Linked DNA regions of Mus musculus: region 1 is linked to region 2. Evidence: chromatin contacts called from public promoter capture Hi-C data. All regions are on one chromosome and are shown on one strand. The core of a region is the stretch at or near the end of the contact, and the rest is flanking DNA. Distances in the headings are between cores, read along the strand shown.

The links. Promoter capture Hi-C pulls out the DNA fragments that hold promoters and counts their contacts.
Region 1: a promoter capture Hi-C map of the HPC-7 cell line shows a contact between it and region 2. The contact joins the promoter of Il18bp here to the enhancer-like site in region 2. A contact is called at or near these places in 12 of 39 promoter capture datasets (the 3T3-L1 cell line, the C10 cell line, the HPC-7 cell line and 7 more), 1 of 484 Hi-C or Micro-C datasets (bone marrow-derived macrophages), 5 of 115 datasets of contacts at active chromatin or transcription factors (double positive thymocytes, embryonic basal ganglia, extraembryonic endoderm stem cells and 2 more) and 3 of 9 other capture datasets (adipose tissue, liver and macrophages).

Annotation. Positions count from the first base shown.
Region 1 is chr7:102,016,501-102,019,500 of GRCm38.p6, reverse strand. Il18bp (interleukin 18 binding protein) reads left to right here and starts at 1,269. Exons shown (of 7, transcript NM_010531.2): 1 at 1,269-1,391; 2 at 1,837-1,904; 3 at 2,150-2,214; 4 at 2,560-2,751. The coding sequence starts at 2,187. Rnf121 (ring finger protein 121) reads left to right here. Exons shown (of 9, transcript NM_029211.3): 9 at 1-364.
Region 2 is chr7:101,680,935-101,684,073 of GRCm38.p6, reverse strand. All of the region lies in intron 2 of Clpb (ClpB caseinolytic peptidase B), which reads right to left. Among named protein-coding and RNA genes, the nearest start is that of Clpb, 19 kb to the right of the region's middle. Within about 2 kb of position 1,448, at least 25 of the 459 cell types and tissues checked have an H3K27ac peak or open chromatin away from gene starts, as enhancers often do. A contact at or near this core is called in the HPC-7 cell line and stem cell-derived epiblast-like cells, where this site is marked.

The DNA.
Region 1 (3,000 bases), core at 20-2,519, 340 kb before region 2:
ACTAATGGATCTCTGTTTTCTGCCAGTCATCAGTGTGCCCTTGAAGCTAAGAGGGGATTCCAGCCCAGGAAACGTCCCTAGGTAGGCTTGGTCATTTGTGGGTTTTTCCCAGGCCTGACGTTAAGAATGGTGAGTGCATAGGCAGAATGAGGCCTGAATAAAGATGGGCTCTGAAAGGGGACTTCTGAGCAGGCCTAACTGTAGTCCTGGAAGTCTGAAGAAAGGGGGAGGGCATCATGGGTCAGCAGCACTGGGTGTCTAGAGAAATTTGGCCTGGCCCATTTGAAGGCAACAAGAACCAAACAGGATCTTGTCATCACATCTGAATAAAGCTCCATGAGCTGGCTGCAAAGCTGGACACGCATTTGCCTTTTTTTTTTTGCCACCTCTTTCCCGGGCCCCCTGGGGTATCTTGGCTTCTTGCATCCCACCTGAGAGCCGGAACCTGGAGCCATTGGTCCTGCCTTCTCACCCATCCTCCCTCTGTGAGAGTGTGTGTGTGTGTGTGTGTGTCTCCTGTCCTACGGCATCAGGGGCCCTGAGGCCTTCACCCCCAGTCTGAGACTAGTACCCTGATACCCCCACAACTCAGCCTGTTCTCTTACTCAGCTGTGGCTTCCTTTTTCCCTCCATCCTCAGAGGAATGAGAGCTGAGCAGAAGGCCAAGAGACAGGCTACTCTTCCTTTGGTATTTGTCCTCCCCTCTCCCTAAGGTGAAGGCTACGTCTATGTTTTACCTTTAGTCTTGTAAGGTACAGTGCAGTTCCTCGTCCTGCACCCCTACCCAAACCCCAGTGGAATGAGAAATCCCCCAATGGCTGTGTGTGGATGCACAACTTCTGGACCTAACTCCTAGAGATCCTGGATTCTGAGGGAGTTTTGCCCTGAATTCAGCAACCTAGGTGGTAGAGGGTAGGTGGACTGCTCAAAAGAAATGTGACTGTGCCACATAGAAGACAGCTTTTAGCCTCCTGCATCTGAACCAGGTATGAATCTATTCCCACAGGTCCTTCCAACCTGCTCCATCCCACTTGTCACCAGTTCTACCCTCTGGTGACAGAATCACAGACCTAAGAGCACAGCACTTTGCCCCAAGTGTGCGCATTGGTCGTTCTGCCCCAAGAGGTTCTGGCACATGCAGGGAGCATGGCTTCAGGGTTTTGTTTGATTCTAATTTTGTTCTTTCCAAGTACCAGTCTCTGAGCTACTGGAGCCAGTGTTGCGGAAGTGCCTTCCTGGCTATTTGGGGTCAGCTCTCGCTTGGCTGGGAGTTTTGTACACGAGCCAGGCAGGGAAGTTGCTCCTTCCTGTGGTGAGATTTTCTTGGGGCCAGGCAGCTATCCTGGCTGAGCCTTAGAGCTCCAAGAAGCTATTCGGGGCTTAGGAGCCAGGTAGGAAGATCTAAATTTACTGAAAACGAACCTGTACAAGTGGCTGTGGCTGTGTGTGAAGGCTGGTGTTAAGTGATACACCTGACCTTGGGGTGAGGGATGGGAGTGGGGGAGCTTGAGAGAAACTACGATATTAATGGGCCAGTGAGGCACTGAATGTAAAAAGGTCAGTGGTTCAATTTGGGGTTCCCAGTACTAATAAATACTGCCTCCTTGGAGTTTGTTCTGGAGAAAGGAAAGTTGGCTGTGAAGGGTGGAAGGGGCAAGACAGGTACAGACCTGTGAGAGACTCATCTTTCTCACCCCTTCGCTAACCTTAGAGAGAGGGGTGAGGTAGATAGAGGATTCCTGTGAGTTTGGAGAGGGGCCCATTCGGAACAGCCTGCTTTCGATTGGGATTCCTAGCTAAGAAAGTGAAAGTGAAAATAGGTGCTCGATTTCCTAGAAGCTGACTGCTGCCTGCCCTTCCCAGAAGGAGGCTGGCAAGCTGGCAAACGGACTGTTGCTTCCCAGGTAAGTCCCTGGCTTTTAGTACTTTCTCTCCTTCCTAAGGGGGTATAAGTTATATAAGTGCTGTTTGGAGCTGGTATGAGAGAAAATTGTTACTATTAACACCAGCAGTGCCTTAAGTGTGGATAGCCCAGCTGGTGGCTACAGGTCTGCCCTCTAAACTACCAGCTCAAATGGGTGTCAGTAACACTGCCTGAGGGAAAGAACACAGATGTAGGGCTAGCTGACTTTTACTTATTTTTTTCCAGAGGAAGTCACAGACACCAGACTTGCTTGCAAGTCATCATGACCATGAGACACTGCTGGACAGCAGGTGGGACATTAGGCTTTGTGGCTCTTAAAGGAATGGAGCTATGTGGCTAACTCTGCTACCCAACACCCCCCACCCCAAGGAAGTTCCATCCAATTCTTCCATTGCTGTAAGCGCCTATGTAGCTACTTTGGTTCTGGCTCCATTTCAAGGCTCCTTTGCACTACATTCAGCAGAGCCGAGGGGTGGGGGCTAAACGGTCTCCACCCACTCAGGTTCCTGGTGAGAACCTAGGAGTATCTGGGTCGAGGTCTGTTCCTACCCAGGTAGCAGCTTGTCCCCAACTAAGATGGGTGCTAGAAAGCTGAGCTTCAGTTTTATTTACAGCTGTAACTGTTTGTTCCTCAGGCCCCAGTTCTTGGTGGGTCCTGCTTTTGTATGTCCATGTCATTTTGGCCAGAGCCACATCTGCACCTCAGACAACTGCCACTGTCTTAACTGGAAGCTCAAAAGACCCATGCTCTTCCTGGTCTCCAGCAGTCCCAACTAAGCAGTACCCAGCACTGGATGTGATTTGGCCAGAAAAAGAAGTGCCACTGAGTAAGCAACAAGTATGGGAGCCCAAGAGGATACAGTTGCCAGAAGCAGGCTGTGAATACAGAGTTGGGGGGTGGGGGTTTGACTTGGGAGTGTTACTTCCAACCTGCCAAGAAGCACCAGGCCAGACCAACTTGTCTCTGTGTTCACCATTCTACTGCCCAGCTTCCCAGATGGTTCCTATAGAAGAGAACTCAGACATAGGCAATGTAGAACCTCACAGGGCCTAGGTTGCAATTTTCCTATGTAGGT
Region 2 (3,139 bases), core at 199-2,698:
GGTGATACTAACTGGGGATGGCTCAGGGTAGCAGACAGGAGAACACAGCACACAGCTAGAGTTGAGTCCCAGCTTCTGCACAACTCCCAGGGTATACAAGGCAGAAAAAACCTCAGTTCAAACACATTCACTGCCAGCCATTTACTGAGGGGTGGCCCATGGATAAATGTATAACTTGGCTTTTCTCTGTTCCCTCCCACAACAGCTCCTGCTCACTGTTTCTGTTAGTGAAAGGACAGGACCTGGTTATGTATGGTGGTGCATGCCAGCACTCAGTAGGCTGGGGCAGGAGGATCACCATGAATCAAGGTCAACCAGAGCTATGTAACAGAACCTTGTCTTCCAGAGCTCGCCCCTCTCCCCGCCTTACTGTATATGTATATCATACATAGGGGTGTCAAGAGATAATAAGTCAAATAAATCAAGCCAGTTAAGACACTTGGTATATACTAAAGCACTATGAAAACAGCGATGCTTATGCCATTAGTATCATTGGCCATTTACACTAGTGATGGGAGAGGGCTGGGGGAAATGGCTCAGTGATAAGGGCTCCTTGCCACTACACCTGATGTCCTGAGTAAATCAGGATGGCATAAAAAATATAGCAATTACCCGAACATATCTGTGGATAGAAAATAAACTGCCACTGGGTGGGCAGTGGTGGCTCAAGCCTTTAATCTCAGCACTTTAGAGATAGGGGCAGGCAGATCTCTGAGTTCAAGGCCAGCCTGGTCTCAGAGCCAGTTCTAGGACAAGCAAGGGCTACATTGAGAAATCCTGTCTCGATAAGCAATCAAACAAACAAACAGACAAACAAAAAAATAAACTGCTTACCCCCGGTAAGGGAAGACAGTCAGTAGCAGAGCCTAAGAGCAAAGAAGGAAAAAAAGTCTTCTCTAGTAACCAGGGATGTGAGAGGCCAGCAGGCCAAAGGCCAAGAGGAGACGTCGCTCTTCTGGTGAGAGCCGGAGGGCAGCAGGCTGACCTCACTCTCTGCTCTGAGCACTTCCTTGCAGTTGCAAGTTCTATTGTTGTTTTCACAACAGTGACCACAGCATTGCTCATTTTTTCTTAATCATTTTCAAGTTTCATCCTCTAAGGTTTCCCTAAAATGGTCTGTTTCCTTCCCAGTCCCCCGTGCTAATCTGTATTAAAACAGTTAACATTTGGCTGCTTTGTCTAACTTCCTCAGTCACCAGTACCCTCCAGAAATGAACTGTTTTCATCTGCCCCACCTCCCACCCCATTCCTGCCCTGGCAGTTGGCACATGGGAGTTCTCAGGGTTGAGTCTCTCTATAGCACCTGCAAACACCAATCTGCCACCAATACTGCTCTGTCTTGTGGTGGAAAACCTGCGGCAGCAGTCTTTTTCAAAGTACTTAGGCTCCTGTGTATAAGTATGTTCGAGGCATCTCAGACTCAGGAGTGGGGACATGGTCTGGAGGGCTGATGGTCATGGGTTCTAACCACAGCTGTCAGGTACTTGATGTATTGCTCAGGATAAATCTACCTCTGTGGGCCTTATTTTTCTCTGCAGTCCCTATTACTTCTAAAACATTATCATTTTAAATGTGTGTAGCATCTAGAGCTGGAGAGACTGCTCAGCTGTTAAGTTATTCTCGCAGAGGACCTGGGTTTGGTTCCCAGAATCTATGTAGTGACTTCCAACTACCTGTTAACTCCAGTTCTAGGGAATTCAGTATCTTCTTCTGACCTCCAGAAGAAACACACACACACACACACACACACACACACAGGCAAAACAATCACATAATAAAGATAAATAAGCCTAAATTATTAAAAAAAAATACATATAGCACCAAAATAAAAACTGAGAAATAGATTCCCAGCAGACCTGACCCAGTAAGACATCTAAAAGGGTAATTCCTTCGGCTTGGGTGCTTGCAGGAAGGAAGAAGTCCTAGGCAGGCAGATGCACATTTAAGTCATTTAGGACTAGCTCTTCTCAGGGAAAGAAAGAAGACACCACCTCACTTTTCTTCCTTTTTCTTTATGACCAATCAATACAAAGCGGCCAGCGAACTTCAATCAAGCATTGTTCCAACTGATTTCCGGATCTTTTGCAGGAACTGGCCCTCAGCTGCAACCAGGGAGGGGCTGAAGAGTGGGGAGCTCTGTCCCACCTGCATCAGAGGCCTGGAAGCACTGAGCCATGCAGACCCAATCATGATCACTATCTGGGCAACAGGACCCTGGTTGGAGCCGCCCAGAAGGCCCTGTTTACAGTAATAACAGCACCAGGCCCTCTGTCTGAGCAGAGACAAGGCGCCTAGGGCTAGAATCCCCAGGCAGCCTCCATCTGTGCCTTATCTCTCAGCTAGCCAGGGACAGGGGGGTACGGAGAGGACAGCAAAGGCTGTTTGTTCTTAGACCCCAGTCTGGGCCTACAGATTTCAAGGTAAAGGTCTACATTATTTCTGACTGCACAGGCACAGAGCCCCTTTGGCCTCTTCTGCATTGCCTATTTAAATTGAGCACCAGCCTCTTAGGCTCAGCTCAGACCCTCTCCTCAAGGAAGCCCTCCAGGTGCCTTTGTTTTCACTCTTACACCTGGCAACCTCAGGAAAGCAAGTGAATAATGAGAGAATGGAGACTGGTATATGCAAAGCACCCACAACTCAGATGAGTGAATCTGCACACTTCATCCTGAGCCTTTCCTACTAGTTAGTTTCAGTGTTTTGGAAGGTAATGACTGCCCTGCAGAATCAACAGCCCAATCTTTAAACACACAGATGAGCTGCTTCACCAAGCCTCTCTGGGAAAGGACGGAACCAGATAGGAGCCTGACTCTACCTCTACCTCTGCCTCTGCCTGGCTGTGTGCTGTGGACAGGTCTTTTTAGAGCCTCTCTCATCTTACCTCCTTGGCCTGTCAGAGCCTCCTAACAAGAGTGGCCATATGACCACGGGAGGTGTGAGGGTGCAGGATGTTCTGCAATGGTAGCTGCTACTACACTATCTGTTCAAATGTTAAAGGCAAATGGTGAAGAATTTATCTGCAACCAAAATGACATTCGCTGGTCTAACTAAAGCTCAATGCTGGGTGGCCACTCTTTGTCCTATTCTTTGCAGACACCTGTTATGTATTAATGTGCGATTGCTATTTTTAAACTGTTAA